Regions from separate parts of the Lactuca sativa genome. Here region 2 is linked to region 1. Evidence: chromatin contacts called from public Hi-C data. All regions are on one chromosome and are shown on one strand. The core of a region is the stretch at or near the end of the contact, and the rest is flanking DNA. Distances in the headings are between cores, read along the strand shown.

Evidence for each region. Hi-C and Micro-C count contacts between places; a contact is called where the count stands out from the background.
Region 2: a contact with region 1 is called in a Hi-C map of leaf, with 7 times the contacts expected there. The contact joins the promoter of LOC111891104 here to the promoter of LOC111914840 in region 1. A contact is called at or near these places in 3 of 4 Hi-C or Micro-C datasets (leaf and seed).

Annotation. Positions count from the first base shown.
Region 1 is chr5:21,140,608-21,144,758 of Lsat_Salinas_v11, forward strand. LOC111914840 reads right to left here and starts at 2,466. Exons shown (of 12, transcript XM_023910547.2): 1 at 1,047-2,466; 2 at 841-975; 3 at 626-770; 4 at 242-544; 5 at 1-158. The coding sequence starts at 2,281.
Region 2 is chr5:21,292,824-21,296,807 of Lsat_Salinas_v11, forward strand. It overlaps LOC111891104 (respiratory burst oxidase homolog protein C), which reads left to right and starts at 2,095. Exons shown (of 11, transcript XM_023887189.3): 1 at 2,095-2,969; 2 at 3,057-3,219; 3 at 3,360-3,408; 4 at 3,721-3,834; 5 at 3,935-3,984. The coding sequence starts at 2,375.

The DNA of each region.
Region 1 (4,151 bases), core at 1,216-3,715:
GCGCTGACATGGCGCTTTTGAAGGGCACTAGCCAACTTTTTTAGCAATGTTCCATTTGAATCTGCTGATGTTCGATAAAGGTGGCTAATACCAACAACCGAAGCTTCAACAGAACCAAGTAACATGCATCTTAGAGTTCTTGGCATACAACAATCACCCTGAAATAAATATATACAAACTTAATAAGAGAATGCCAGTTGCCACAGCTCTGTTAATACAAATACATGTAATAACCACTTACAGTTAAATAATGAAGAGATTCAGATATGTATGGATGCTTTGGGGAATAAATCCCAGGTACAGATGCAACCAAATGTCCAGCAGCATTGCTGAAATCAAACTTACCTAATTCCAATATCCAATGGGATTGATCAGGAGCACCAATTAACAAAGTTGCCATGAATCCAGCAAGTTGAGCAGCAAAATCGGATTTTGAATCTTGATTCACTTCTTCAGAAGATGATTGACAAAAGAGAGATTTATAATCAAGCACATTCCCACGAGGGAAATCTTGAAACCAAACAGTATTTGTCACTCGTAGCCACTACATCATAAAGAAAATAGAAAACTCTGTTCCATGAAAATCATAATGAGGGTAATTATGTAATTTCTGTAAGAAAGTCACCTGTTTGGCCACAAGATTGGCGGAAGTGATGATTACACGCATACTATCATCTCTTTGTAGAACAAATAATTTAGGATGATGACAAGCGATGCCGAATTTCTTTCGGTCTGTACTGAAGGATATAACCTCAGGAAATTGAGGGTATCTGATATCAGAAAAGAACTATATTACATAATAGTTGGTCAACAATCATGGTCAAGAAGTCATTGACTTACATAACAACTAAGTTTGGAAAATCGGAGTAAGGTTTGAGGGTTCTTTTGTCAGGGCTTGAACTCCAACACCTCCCGGAATTATGGCATGCAATTGAAATTGGCAACTGGGCAGGAATCTCACAGTAAGATAAAAACCTACAAAGATAAAATGAGAAAGTGTATACATTCAAAAATATAACAAGAGTTTCAAGAACTTTAGGACTTACCATGATAAATCACTTGTGAATGTTGCAATGAAAACACGTTCAAGGGTTTCAACAGGATGAAGAAGCTCTGGTAATGTGACATTAACCTCACTTAATTGATCGTCACCCATGAAATGAAGGCGGTTTAAGTAGAATTTATTCCCTGGCGGAGGAGCACAAACACCTTTCTTCTTCTGCTCAGATTGAATAATATTCTCTTCACAAGTATAGATGTCACTAGGTTTATTGTTAGAAATGCATTCCCCTAAAGGGAATCTGGCATTTACTGGTTGTTGTAAATGCCCACCATTAACAATACAATGTTGTAGCTCAACATTCATCTCTGAAGCTATAAAGCTGTTTCTACAGGATGTATCTAGATTCGAATGTTCGACTTTAGACAAACAAGTTGTCTTATTATCAGTAGTGTTTAAGCCCTCACAAGAATAGACCCCATGTGCAACACAAGAAGGATGTGATAAAAAGTTAGCCGGAGTAATGCATGAATTTCTTTTAACTCTATTTCTACTAACGTGTTTAGCCCTTAACTTGAAAGGGTTGGGGAAACATTCTCTAATATACAACAGAGGATCATCACTAGAGAGTATCTCTCTACACTTACTCGAAAGAAGACCCGCATTAGCGAGTTTACTATCAACTGATTTGCCGATAAAAATCTCAGGAAACAAATCGTTCCTGGAGTTGGATGAATTTCCATGGATAACTTCCTCCATGAAAATAATTCTTTCAACCGAGAACCCAATACGGATACTGTTACAAACACCTTCATTTGCACAAATAAATGAAACCACACTGCCGGCGCTGACTTCTTTAATTTCTCCATTTCCAACTCTAGCACCGTCGACGAAAACCCCATTTAGAGAAACCCTAACTTTAGAAAACTCTTCGGAGCTTAAAAACGAAACTCCATCTACGACGAATACTTTCTTATTGTATGCATCAAAGTAAATTTGACAGTGTTGCTTACTTACTTGCCGGTGATCCAAAGAAAAATCACAGAGGCGACGATCCCTGCCGATCGTGTAAAGTAGGGTCGGCTGGAGATGAATTAAATCAACTGATAAACCTGTAGTTTTCGATACTAGCGGTATACCAAAGGTGTTTATGTGTAAAGATGCTGAACTGGAGATGGTGGGTTTGGGTTTATTGACAACGGAAAGCAGCGAATTGGATAAATGGAGATCCGAACGAAGTCTTTTGCTGTTGTTCTCAAGAAAATGATCTGAATTTCTCATAATACTCCCATAGTAGAATCAAAAACCTGGTTTAAAGACTGAATAAACGTGTATCAATATTTCAAAATTATAGAACAAATCACCTATTAGGATAGAGAAAACTTAGAGAGGAAAGATAATGGAATAAATTGTGAAGCTGTATTATTTAACGTGTAAACCGCCAATTTTTCAACCCTTCGAATGGCTTTTCCCTCCGATTTCATCATCACTCCTCACTTGTCACGTTAGAATTTAGATGGTTAGAATTGGGCCAAAGTAAATGGGCTTAGAATTTATAGTGGGCTTAGAGTTATGCCGAAGTAGATGGTCTTAGAATTTATAGCGGGCTTAAAAGTCGGCCGAAATTAGACGTGACCAAAAAAACCGGTTTACAAACCGAACCGGTCAATGAACCGGAAACCGGTTTACCTCCGAACCGGTTCAGGCATGAACCGATCCCCCGAAGAACCGAACCTCCGGACCGAACCAGTTCGCCATTTTGTCCGTGTGATCCGGTTTCAAACCGGTTTAATAAGAACCGGTTTTTTGATCCGGTTTTGGACCGGTTTTGCATATTACCGTTTTTTTTGTCTTATTCTAACGGCTATATAGCCGTTAGATACTCGTTTTTTGGTCCCTTTTGGCAATATTCCCCATATGGACGTGTATGTGTATAAGTATATGTAAGGCTTATAAGCCTTTGCCTTCCCAATCACCCAAACCACCTACTGTGAAACCAAAAAAATTTATGGTTTAAGACAATTTAGAGCTTTATACTCTAAACAAAAAAAAAACTCATTCCTATTTTACACTTATTAGCCCAAAAAAAAAAAAAAAATAGAAAACCTTATTTGCGTCGAACCGGTTTTTTGAACCGTTTTTCTGAACCGGTTTACATAAGTTCGGATATTTTTGGGGGTGAACCGGTTTGGGTGTGAACCGGTTTAGACTACTTGGACTTGAACCGAACCGGTTTTTTGAACCGGTCCGGTTCATAAAAAAAAAACGGTTTTTGCATGCCTAGCCGAAATAGACTTTTTGACATTTCTATTAAAAAATAAAGTACATCAACTTTGAAAAAAAGATCAATTTCTATTAAAAAAAATAAGAAAAAAAGATCGATACTTAGACCAACTGACATTTTAGTTTTTGAATGAATACGAGGAAAGCATGCATGTGTGAATCATAAGGGTTTCTTCTCTTGTGTGTTTGAAGAGTGAGGTTTTCACTATGGGGCAGTCTACTTAAAAGTTGTCTCCTGTAAAATGGCAAAATATAAGAAAGCGCACATGAAAAATCAACAAATGCTTATACCTTTCGTGTTTGATACTTTTGGTCTCCTTGTGTTGTATGTTGTGGAGTTCCCTAATAGAGTCTAACCGGTCACGCTTAGTAATCTTATGACCCTAAGATCTATAGATGTGGTTCTTAGAAGAAATTAATTTTGTTATCCAAAAATGGTTAGTTGCAGCTTGATGCTCATTTACTCGCCATAGCTATGTAAAACATTTATTTTCTTTAAACCTGTTTATATGAAATATATAATGCGTTCAGATAAAAAAAAATATACTTATAACATAATCACTAAAAAAGTTATATATAATTACGGATAGACAAGAACCGAACCACAACTAAAATAATCGGAATAACCGCACAAACCCAAACGAAACGAAAACCAACGGTATTGTTTTAAATTTTTCAAAAAACAAAGATTTTGGATTGTTACATTTTGTAATTTTATAAAAACTAAAAATAATCAAACCGCAAATAATAAACGAACTGCACCATTTAAATAATTATATAATATTTATTATTATTTTTATTTATATAATATTTATTATTTTTTATTTATATCGCCGTTCTTTTTATTAAGAACCTGATATGCCTTGGA
Region 2 (3,984 bases), core at 845-3,344, 150 kb after region 1:
TATAAATCTTCACTTCCAAAGTTTTGACCAGATCTTTTTTCATCTAAATAAATACTCAACACCATATAATTTGGTCATTTCATGAATTTTCTTTATTTTTAATATGACATATTTCCTAAAACAAACTAACGATTGAATTGACATGCTTACCACAGTCTGCCGTTTTGCGCGGGTAAACGGCTATTATATATATATATATATATATATATATATATATATATATATATATATATATATATATATATATATATATATATTGTTTATTTAAAAAAATTATATTTCTATCCATTTAAAAACAACGGTAAAATAAATCAAATGGAAGGTGCAGTAAAAAGGTCTTCGTTTGACATGCTTACCACAGTCCAACCAACGATGACACATTACATACCACGATGTGCGGTAAGAAGCATACCGACAGGTCTTACCGGGCAACATTTCCCCTGCTGGAAAGTGGAAAATAACATTTCAACAGTGTTTCCAGGAAATGACAAGAAATTCAAAAATCAAAATTGACGAAAGATGGTTGCACAAGAAGCTTGGAGACTTGTACATTCTAAAGCAAGTGGACAAGCACATGAATTAGGCAAAGTTGACCGGCACGCAATCAACAATTGCGTTAACTTTGTTGAAAATAATCGAGAAAGATCAAGTCATGCATAAATAGTTTTCTATTATTTTTGGACTTAAAATCTCTATACCAAATCAAAACGTGTTTTAAGACTTTATGAATTATATTTTCATGGATAATATTAGTACATTTTAATTTCGTTCCATTTTAGATAATGTATTTTTATTAATTTACGTAAAACATTAAGATGCATGAATTTTCTTTTATTGATATATAATTTCTGTTTGAAATCAAAGTATTCAATTGGTGGAGAAGACTCACTTGATACTTTTTTTTAATATTTAAAACTTCAAATAACATCATGTTTTGTATTTTTTTTTAATTAAAACAAATCTATATATATACGGTTTGATTTTCAACTAAACCAATTTTAATCAAAACCATACTTGTTTTGTTTAGTTCGCTTGATATTTTTGTTTGTTTTTGTTTTATCCAATCCAATTATTGACCCACAAATATTATAAGACATCCATAATGCATTGAATTCCATAGAGTTTAATGGATTGTTACATTATTTTTCTACAATCTATAAAACCTTATCATTTTTTTTCTATGATACATTAAATTCTATAAAGTTCAATAGAATGTTACAAAATATAATTTTTAATAAATATTTAAGAATTAAAAACTTTTATTTTTTCAATTGAAGAGTTCAATGATTCTCATCCATTGAATGTCAAATACACTTACCATATCCTTCAACTCTTACATTGAACTTACCATTGTAAATACTATAAAAAGAATGAACACAATTGAGCAAAAAAAAAACATGTTTCTTTACCTTAAATCCAATGCTTCGTTGACTTTCTTCATTTGGAGTGTTTTTTTGATTGGTCATGAAAGCATTTTTATGGTCTAAAATAAGAAAATCAAAATGAGACAAAAAAATATATATTTATTATGACGATTAAATATACAGACACTACTTGTACTACCATACCTATCATTAATACAAATTTTCCTTCACAAGAAGATACTAGAATCATAAAGGACTCTTTGCATTATTTGTATGGATAAGTAAAATTTAGGGAAATATACTTCGAAGTAGTTTAAATAAAAGTTAAATTATATATATATATATATATATATATATATATATATATATATATATATATATATATATATATATATATATATATATATATATATATATAATAACCCTTTAGGGTCAATCCAACCCAACTGTCTTTTCTATTCAACGTAAATTACTTATTTAAGCCGTTAACTAATTTGTATTTCCCTCCAACCTGTTATTTGTACAAATCTTTAGGTAAATTAATTAGTAAAACGAAGTAAATTTATATTTAAAATCACCTGCTAAACACAGCTTCAAGATGCATGTATAATGCAATCCTTAAAACTTTTATGGTTGGTAAGGTTTTAATGTGTAAATTTTTAATAACACAAAGCCTAGTCGTCAACGTTGACTCATTCTCATACACACACTCTAGCGATAACTCGGAGCCTTCTTCCTCCTTGAACAAGAAGACGTAGAAGGTGTCATTTCTGGACCCATTTAAACAACTGCATAGCTCCAAAACCTTCCAAACCAAAAGCCATCGCCATTGATCCGTTCTTTAAATACCACAATTCTCTTCACCTTTCATCATCTGCGTTTTTAAAATTTATTTAATCTTTTCCAAGCTTCCAAATAAAGTTCATCCAAATCGGGGACATTAGTTTGATTAAATATCGTTCAGATCAATTGTTTAATCTTTTGGATTTGTGATCTGGGATTTGGATTTGATGCAAATGCAAAAAATGGGTACTGGTGACGGCAAAGATGGGTTGCCGGAGAGTAACCGCGATACGGAGATTGTTGGCTCTGACAGGACGGCGTTTAGTGGTCCGTTGAACAAAAGAGGTACCCGTAAAAGCGCCAGATTTAATATTCCAGACGACAGCGGTAGCAGTAGCGGTGGTGGAAGTATGAAGTCGAGAAATAACGACGATTACGTTGAGATTACTTTGGATGTTGGCGACGATTCTGTGGCGGTTCACAGCGTGAAAACTGCCGGTGATGTGGAGGACCCCGAACTGACTTTATTGGCTAAAGGGCTGGAGAAAAGGTCTTCTTTGGGGGCTTCAGTTGTGCGAAATGCGTCGTCGAGAATCCGGCAAGTATCGGAAGAGCTTAGAAAATTAACATCGATATCAAAACGACCGACAGCTGGGCGATACGACAGGACCAAATCTGCCGCAACTCATGCTCTTAAAGGGTTGAAGTTCATCAGCAAAACCGATGGAGCTGCGGCGTGGGCCGCCTTGGAGAAGCGGTTTGATGAGCTCACCGCCACCACCACCGGCTTACTTCCCCGAGCACTTTTCGGAGAATGCATTGGTAACTAATAATTCAGATCTTCATCTTTTGTTATTCCTTTTTCTGTAATCCCTTTTATTTATTCTATCTGTTTCCAAATTCCGGCAGGGATGAACAAAGATTCAAAAGAATTCGCTGGAGAACTATTCGATGCACTTAGTCGGCGACGAAATATCACCGGCGACTTGATTAACAAAGCTCAGCTGAAGGAGTTCTGGGATCAAATTGCTGATCAAAGTTTCGATTCAAGGCTTCAAACTTTCTTTGATATGTGAGTATTTCCCTATAATATTTATCCATAATCTGTTCATTAATCATTAAAATCAATTGTGTTTTTCCATATCATAGTTCTTAACTGATTCAAAGGATTGATATGTGAATACGTTTACTAATTCAAAAACATAAATTCAGGGTTGACAAAGATGCCGATGGCCGGATCAACGAAGCCGAAGTTCGAGAGGTATGAACTGAACCCCCTTTTGATTTCAGTTGGTTTGTGTGATAGTACGGTAACGTAAGTTAGTTATACTTTATTGCTAATAAAAGTATTAAATACTAACTCTAACAATTATTTGCTATTAATAATTTGCCAATTGATGTTTAGAAAATTGCCATTTATAGTTGTAACAGTTATTTTCTAATAAATATAACAATATATTAATTACTTTAGTCTTTGACTTGTGTTATAAGGAAGGATGCCATCGTATTAATCTTTTTTTTTTTCTGTACAAAGAACAAAATTAACATGTGATTTTGTCTTCATGCAATACAGATTATCAGCTTAAGTGCATCCGCAAACAAGTTATCGAACATTCAAAAACAAGCTGATGAATACGCCGCATTGATTATGGAAGAATTAGACCCCGACAACCTCGGTTACATCATGGTACACATCTATCATTGTTTCACTTCAACAACATTAAGATGTAGTTTATATTTTCGTTCTTTTTATCGGCTAACATCCAAATTTATATTCTCGAAACCAGATTGAAAGCTTGGAGACCCTTTTGCTGCAAGCCCCAACACAATCCGTGAG